Linked DNA regions of Mus musculus: region 2 is linked to region 1. The links are chromatin contacts, called in public Hi-C maps. All regions are on one chromosome and are shown on one strand. The core of a region is the stretch at or near the end of the contact, and the rest is flanking DNA. Distances in the headings are between cores, read along the strand shown. Region 1 overlaps Thsd7a (thrombospondin, type I, domain containing 7A). Region 2 holds the start of Thsd7a (thrombospondin, type I, domain containing 7A).

What was found. Hi-C and Micro-C count contacts between places; a contact is called where the count stands out from the background.
Region 2: a Hi-C map of adipose-derived mesenchymal stem cells shows a contact between it and region 1, with 1.8 times the contacts expected there. The contact joins the promoter of Thsd7a here to the enhancer-like site in region 1. A contact is called at or near these places in 2 of 39 promoter capture datasets (the 3T3-L1 cell line and hippocampal neurons), 3 of 484 Hi-C or Micro-C datasets (adipose-derived mesenchymal stem cells and cortical neurons) and 4 of 115 datasets of contacts at active chromatin or transcription factors (cardiomyocytes, embryonic forebrain, embryonic hindbrain and 1 more).

Annotation. Positions count from the first base shown.
Region 1 is chr6:12,498,076-12,502,249 of GRCm38.p6, forward strand. Thsd7a (thrombospondin, type I, domain containing 7A) reads right to left here. Exons shown (of 28, transcript NM_001164805.1): 4 at 2,912-3,093. Among named protein-coding and RNA genes, the nearest start is that of Gm38583, 63 kb to the left of the region's middle. Within about 2 kb of position 1,961, at least 9 of the 459 cell types and tissues checked have an H3K27ac peak or open chromatin away from gene starts, as enhancers often do. A contact at or near this core is called in adipose-derived mesenchymal stem cells, where this site is marked.
Region 2 is chr6:12,747,233-12,751,406 of GRCm38.p6, forward strand. It overlaps Thsd7a (thrombospondin, type I, domain containing 7A), which reads right to left and starts at 2,021. Exons shown (of 28, transcript NM_001164805.1): 1 at 1,565-2,021. The coding sequence starts at 1,721.

The DNA of each region.
Region 1 (4,174 bases), core at 711-3,210:
AGTCATAAGTATTCATTTTAGGCGAAGCACTTATTTTTGTATCTATTGACCTCCCTTTGTCATTTGCTTTATTCTAACAGATACATTGTAACAATAATACTCTTTGTGTTCCTGTCTGTGTTACTTTCGGTTTAATAACGATACTCTGAGTTTAATAACGATACTCTGAGTTCCTGTTTATTACTTTTGGTTCTCTGCAGTAGGGATGGAGGAAGAGGTTTGAGGGACTCTGAAAAAGAATGATTTAAAACATAACCAGTTGCTGTTTAGAATTTTCAAGATCTTTTGAAAGTAATAACCTACAAGACATAATTGACAGGCAGGATCTAAGATCTGATCTACATCGAGCAATGAAATTATACTACTATGAAAGATTACTGTAACAAATCTACCTAAAAGTTTCAAAAAGGCAGCCATTAAAGAGGCCAAGAAAATATTAATGTACTAACATTTGTGTTTTATGCTAGCACCTTATAATCTAAAGGTACATTAGCAATAAAATATATCCTAAGGCTATATTCACAAATGAGCTGACATGCTGAGGAAAATTATTGGACACTGAACTATTATTTTGAAAAGTTGCAGAAATTCAGTGCTTATCTTTGGTCACTGACATGGCTTCTTTTTGCTGGGGCAGAGGAGTCACTCTTGAGTTTAAAAAGCATATATTTCTCTGTCTGTTATCCTTGACCCTTTTATTCCTGATTATTCTTGTTTAGAACTCTTCCCTAAACATTCTAGTTTGTGTTTTGTTTGTGGAAGGTTGTTTTGTTTTGTTTGTCTTATTTGGTTTTCCATTTCTCAACCTACACACTTTGGAGGAAGGTCTTTCCTATTCCCCGTTGTCAAATGTGCCGTGTTCTGTGTGTCCCTTTGTTTTGACTTTCCTTCATTGTTGTGCCTGAACACACTATTCCCTCTTCCTGAAGAAACTCCTGTGCTCCACAGCCTCGCCCTGTCTTCTCTAAGTAACTTGTTAGTCATTATTCCGCTCAAGTGTCAGTCTCAATAGTTTTTCTAAAACATAGTTATATCATAACTATTGTTTTGTGTACCATTCTGATGAAATTAACCATTTTATGACATCATGAAATCTATGTTCATATATTTATGCTACTTTATATATCTTTGGATCTTTGGTGATATCCAATTGGCTGATATCCAATAAGAAATGTTGAATCAATCCAGAGACTGCCCCACCTGAGGATCCATCCCATAACGCAGCCACCAAATGCAGACACTATTTCATATGCCAGCAATATTTTGCTGAAAGGACCCTGATATAGCTGTCTCTTGTGAGGCTATGGCGGGGCCTGGCAAACACAGAAGTGGATGCTCACAGTCAGTTGTTGGATGGATCACAGGGCCCCCAATGGGGGAGCTAGAGAAAGTAGCCAAGGAGTTGAAGTGGTCTGCAACCCTAAAGGTGGAACAACAATAGGAACTAACCAGTACCCCAAGAGCTTGTGTCTCTAGCTACATATGTATCAGAAAATGGCCTAGTCGGCTATCATTGGGAAGAGAGGCCCCTTGGTCTTGCAAACTTTATATGTCCCAGTACAGGGGAACACCAGGGCCAAGAAGTGGGAGTGGGTGGGTAGGGGAGCAGGGTGGGGGAAGGGTATAGGGGACTTTCTGGATAGCATTTGAAATGTAAATGAAGAGAATACCTAATAAAAAACTGGAAAAAGTTTAAAAAAATTAGTCCTGGGAGTTTTGCTGGTACTCAGACAATGGACATGTGAGAAGAACTCTTTAAAAGTACTCAGTATAAACTTGAGCCCATAATGATGGGGATTCTATTGTTGGCTAGGCCAGTTTGAATACACTTGCCCTTTTGAATATTTGTGCATCTAGTCTCTAAACTGAAAAAAAAAGTAATAAAATGAGGGTGAGCCCTGTAGTTAACTGTGTGTTTAAAGCCAAGTATTTGGAATGTAGTCAGGAATTATGTTGGTTTAAAGTGGTGGTTGGAGGCTCTCCTCCAAGATCAATGACTTCACTAGCCTCAAATATTTGTCAGGATTTCAGAACAAGGCATGAACACTCTTGTGTCTAAAGCTCAGAGATTATTGCAGAAGAAGAAGTGGGAAGATTGTAAAAGTCAAGGGAACAAAATATTGCTGTGAAAATCTGTCTCCTAGTAAGGTCAGAGAAATGACACCCAGGAAATCTCATCTATAAAGCTACCTAAACAGGTCCTGAGCAAGAACAACATCAGTGGACATGCTAATATAGAAGGCTGACTCATATAATGGAGACTCCACCCTAGACAATGAGCTACAGGTAACATTATATAAACTGAGCAGATCTTATTTATGTATTTAGGAGGCATATATATATATATATATATATAGTATCTATATTATGTAATATAATATATACAAATAATAAATTACATATAATACATGTAAGAAAACAGCATCAATAAAAACCCATAGAAAATTTTAGTATCATTAATTTATTCATAATCATAGTTTGTCAAAGAGAATTTTTCAAAAGTTGTTTGTAAACTTTCTATCCATTATTTTTTATTATATTTTTTTTTTACTTTATTTATATACTTACAAAATCAATTTCATTTTTTGTTTTATAACTAATTATTCCTTCTAAATTTGACTCAAGAAGCTTTTACTATTTTCTTAAATAGACCTGTCAAAAAATAAACCTAAGCAAACCCAGAGCTGTATTAAGGTTTTGTTTGTTTGGGTTTTTTTTTTGTTTGTTTGTTTGTTTGTTTTAACTTACTCAGATATAGGTTACTCTTTATCTGGTTTGGACTCCAACTGCAGTGTGAATTTTAGGGGATCTTCCTAACCCCACCCCCACCCCCATGGTCTGTCTACATTCCTCAACGGCACCCCCACCTGCTCACTCTTCATGAGTCAGCCATCCGAGGAGTACCACCTACCTTCTTTGTCCTTCTGTGTATTTCCATGGGAGAGCATGTTGTCGTTGGTTTGTATGCAATATATTTCCCGGGTCTGGACACCTCCTCCACAGAGGGCTGTCTGATTGGCACGCCTCTTGTCCTGCTGACTAAGCAAAGGGTCCACGTGGCACTCTGTCCACTCTGTAGTTCTCCAGCCATATCTAGATGAGGAGAATGCCATGGTGGCAAAGATGGTTGGTTATTCGGGAAAATGTTTCTTCACTCTTTTCTGGTTTTGTTCTAAAACTTAAACTCACAAAACCTTTTCCTGAGGATCTGGTATAGAGTCCAGGCTGATGAAGAAAGACTGATTCAGTCCCAATTACTTCATTGTTCTCAGTTGGGCACCCTTTAGAGGGGTTAAATGCAGAGCAAGCCTATTTTAATTGCAACTAGTGGAAGTTACTTATCAATATTTTATGAAATAAGGACATAATGCTGAAAACATTAAATTTTATGTGCAATTAAACTCATCTTTTCTTGATGCTTATAAACAAAGGAAGGCTGAATCTGAGAATTCCAAACATTCTAAGTGATGATGAGCCCAAACACTTGTTTTGCCTTTAATAAAAATGCATGAAAATTGCGTATTCATATTGGAGCAAAGTTATAATTGCATGCTAGGATTTAAAAATATAACAGCAATTCAGAGCTTCCTCATCGCTGTCAGGAATCAGAACATTTTCATGTACATGTTCTGTAGAGCCCAGAATTCCTAATGAATGCCAGGGAATGATGTGAAGAGCTTACTATGCTGTTAGTAGAGCACAAAAATGATTATCCCTGATTCTCAAAGCCCCAATCAAGATTGTTATGTGAAGGGAGTGTTAGGCTTGTCAGCCTTACTTTCCCTAGAAGGAGAGAGACAGGGAAGCATTTCCTCATGTCACCAACAGTAGAAAATGATGGCATTTTTCCCACCTCTAGGAAAACAGATACCTTAAAAGCCCAGAGGAAATGGCTCAAGTAGCAAGCACTTTGTCAGTCTAAGCCAGGTGCTTCCCCATGGATCAGATTAATAGCTAACATAGATGTAAATGGATGAGCTTATCTCAATTAGACAGAAAGGTTAAAGGTGCCCTTAGATGTCTGCTCTGGGTGCTTGGCTCTGTCAATAGTGAGTAATTTGCCAGTGAAGATGAGATTGCTTACCATTTTCATTTTTATAAGTGGGGGTTTGAGGCTGCACAATTGTGGGGTTGGGCCATCAAGGAACAGCACTCACTTGTTTACAAAGGAAGG
Region 2 (4,174 bases), core at 771-3,270, 250 kb after region 1:
AGAGCAGGCTACAACTGAACCTGGTGCTGGAATCAAGGTCTAATTGGCTTGTATTCCGGCTATGACATTAATATTGACATGTATTGGTACCTCAAAGGCAGCACAGCACAGGATCTCTATGTTCTTTTCCGTCTGAATTGCTACTTGGCTCATGTTCCTTTGATAGTACAAATTTCAACTAGCCCAGCTCTGTTGCCCCGAGAAGCTCTTTCTAAATTTCCAAGTACTACCAACTACTATAAATTTAGAATAGAAAAAATAAAACACACTTTCAATTCTTTGTTTAAAATCAAACGAATTTGACTTTTGTCTTTAGTCCCCTAAGTAGCTGATCTTTAAAGTCTTACCAAGTTCGCAAGAATGACTTTGCTTTGACTAATCTGTGCCTGTATTTGCGCGTGTACAAGAGTGCATTAGTATATTATGCGATTCTCCAAGGTAAAGGGTGTTTTGTCTTTAAGTGATTTTCTGTTCAATGCCTCACCACGTTGCTTGGATGTATGAACCTTCTTTAAACCTTTAGTCATCGGTGTGATTCTGGCGTAAATGGATCTGCCTCCTCAGCAGGTCGGTCGGAGGACTGAAGCCAGAAGACCCACTCTGCCTGGACTGTGATCTGGACACTTTTTCTTTCTATCTTGTTCCTATCTTGATATTTGGCATCACTCAGGAACTCTCAAGTCATCCTCAGCTATAAGCGAGGAGAATAGCTCCTCCACTTGTCTCCGGTGAGTGTGTGAAGTTTCTGGTAGGCTCAGGAATTCCGTCTTCCATAGTGGTTGGAGAGCATCCACCCACCCTCAGCAGAGAGGGGAGCCTGGAGCTCTAAGGTTTTGTTGTTTCCCTGTGTGTTCTGCTTCTACAGCGCTTTGCCGGGAGAGTCTGAGGAGCAGTGAGTTGCTACTTTTCTTGTTTTGTCAAAAAAACAAAGCGAAAAGACTTCTTTCCCGGAAAGAAAAGTTTCTAAACCTCCATGTTAATCACTCCACGGCGTAAAAGATCACTTTGAATCACTCGTTACAAATTGCACTATCCAGTTTTCCCTGTTAGAGCTGCCTGCACAGGGCTTGACCCTGGTGTCCCACACACCACAAAGCTATGCTTAATACATTTAAATCTCTCTCTCTCTCTCTCTCTCTCTCTCTCTGTGTGTGTGTGTGTGTGTGTGTGTGTGTTTGCCAAAACACCGCATTAAAAAAAAAAAAAAAAAGAACTGTCTACCTGTATATTGCTAGAATGTCATTTTAGAAAGTCTAAGACTGGAAACCCAGATTTTAAAAGCACTTCACTTTGTAATGAAAGTACAGCGCTGCCCTCATTCACTGCCGAGCGGCTAGAGAAACAATCACCCAGTGACTCACTGTTGCCTCTTAGTTATGTTGTTCTTTCCTAATGGCATAGGACATGACCTAATTCGCTTGCAGGGATCATACTTTTGACCTGGGGATCCTGGCATAATCAGGACCAGTTGGAAACACAGAGGCTCCTTCAGGAGCCCTTAGCTCGCTCCGGATCATAGTCCCAGATCTGGAGATAGAGCAAAGGACAACTCTGTCCCACTTACCGGTCTTCCACAGATAGAGGGTGGGCACCTCGGTGTCTCCCTGCGCCGCAGCCCCGCGGGCGCCAGAGCTCAGCAGGAGTAGCAAGAGCAGTGGCAACCGCAGCAGCTGCAGGACGCCCCGGCTCGGGGACGCCAGGCGCCCGGCTCGCAACCCCATGCTGTCCGCAGCCGCTCCAGCCTCCGGAGCCGCACCACTCTCGCAGGGGACGGTCTTTCCTTCTCCACCAGTAGAGAAAGCAAAGCTCTCCCTGCTTCTATTGTTCGCTCCAGATGAAAAGCAGCCAAAGAGCAACTAACACTAGGGAACAATAGCATCAGCGGCGGCCGTGGACGCCACCGCCGCCGCCGCTGGCTGGCGGGGATGCTGGCGGGGATGCTGCCGCCGCTGCCATGGCGCGCAGACTGGCAGGTCCTAGCGGCGAGGGACACAGCCGGCCGCAGGGGGCCCCAGCTGACAGAGCCGGCCCAGAGCTCTGAGAGGAGCAGCCCCCGCCGCCAGCTGTAGGGAAGGGAGGGGAGAAGAGAGAGCTGAGAAGAGCCAAGGGGACCCGAGGGGACCACCGGCGGGGGGCAGCGAGGGCACAGGGCCAGCACCCAGACCCCACGCGCCCGCCCCGAGAACTCCCCGGCACATGGTGCGCTGAAATATGTTCACAAGGATACACCAATAAAAGGCATCATCACGGGGCAGGCTTCAGGATGACGAATAACTGACATTGAAATTCATCGTCACCCAAGGAGTCAAATGCTGATCTAGTGGCGTGTTATTCTCCCTGCATATTTACACAAAGCATCAGCCTTGGTCATTTATTCTGAAGCCGCCGTGCCTTCTGAATTACTTTATGAGAAGAGCGGTACTTATGAACCTGATAGGGAACAGACCAGGGCTCACTATCAAAAGGAACTTGAGCACTTCCGTGTTTTTTGTTTTTTGTTTTTGTTATTTTTTTAACTTCAGCCCATCCTCAGTAACAATGTGACCGTGGTTAATATGTGTCAAAGTCAACACATTGTCTTGTAACTGCCTTTGAAAGCGACTTCGTACTTAAAAGTGTGCACGACGCTGTCTAATTGCATGAATAAGAATGTACAAACACTGCCAGTATATTCTGTTTTAATGATGAAGTGCATAAAAGTTCCATTCCTTTCTCTTCCATCACTATTGAAAACGCACTACTAAGGACCAGAGGTGGGGATAAAAATTAAGCCGCAAATGAGTCAGTAGCAGCAGTTGGCTTCCACCCAGTTAATAACTATTTCTACTTAAATTTCATTCCTGAGACAAATACTAATTCTTTTAAGTGCTTTTTCACAACCAAAACAAGAAACCACATGGCTTGTACCTTTTGTTCTCTATTTTATTAGATCAGGCCTAACAGAAGAATGTGTGCAGTCAGATAAAGCTTTGTCCCTTTTTTCCCCCACTCACAATAACAGTCTTTTATTATTAATTCATTTCCTTGTAACGCTTAAATAGTATCAAGGCAGTTAGCCAATTAAAACAAAGCAAAACAACAACAACACCAAAATTCCCCAGCAACCAAAAGCTAAGGATAACTATGGTCATTTGGTTGCCTGTCTTACACCAAATACAATACAATTTAAAAGGCAGAAAAACTTCTCTTAGTGACTTCACCCCCAAGGACCCAATAACCCATGAGTCTGAAATGAGAAAGCTACAGTTTCTTAGGGAGGAAAGCTTCCTTCCAGAAGGCTCCCTGGAGATGTGTGTCATTTTGCTGAGCTTTCCAGACATAACCCTTCTGCATGCATTAGATTAAAAGCAGGTTTGATCAAATAATTCCCAGGTCCTGCCTGTTTAAGTATTCTGACATCAGAGGAAATTAGCTGCATTCACGGTTGCAAATTTGGTCTTTGTTTACTTTTCACTCTGTTAGGCCTCTAAGAGGGAATTAAAAGCTCAGAGAGTCCTGGCCCTGGGCTTGTGATTAGAGGCGATAAGCCACTGTGGCTTACTGTTTCTACACTGGTGAAAAATAGGCAGTGATCAAAAGATTATAGGTTGATAGGGATACAAAGGCAGGCTGGTCCTAACTAATGTATACCCCCCTGAAGGAGCAAGTCCTTCAATATTCACACTGCCAAAGAAGAAAAAGACCTGCCATTGCCTCCTAGGTTCTGTCCTTCAGAAATGGCTCCTCCATGCAATACCACTCTGCATGGAAGCCTCTTCCTTTCCCTTCTATTTGTATTTCTCAGTTGTCGTTAGTGCTCATCCCTGAAGGTCTTCAACCGTGAATGGAATTGTAGATTCTGCGTTATTAATGCCCATTCATAGTGTTCTCCATAAGCCCCAAGTCAATTTACCAGGTGGAGGCTCCGTGTATAACAGAATACGGAGGGTGGAAGAAGGTAAATTCGTTAATTTGCAAGTTGACCACCTACCTCCCAAAAGCCATCAGATGTCACACTCCATATCTTAGTGTAAGTAATAATAATAATAATAATAATAATAATAATAATAATAATAATAATAATTGATTTTTCTTATGTATCCAGGATTGTATAATAATTACTTATCCATTCCAGAGACTAAACATGACAACTCTAATATCAAGGCTAACTTCTAAATCTACACCTGTTGTCATT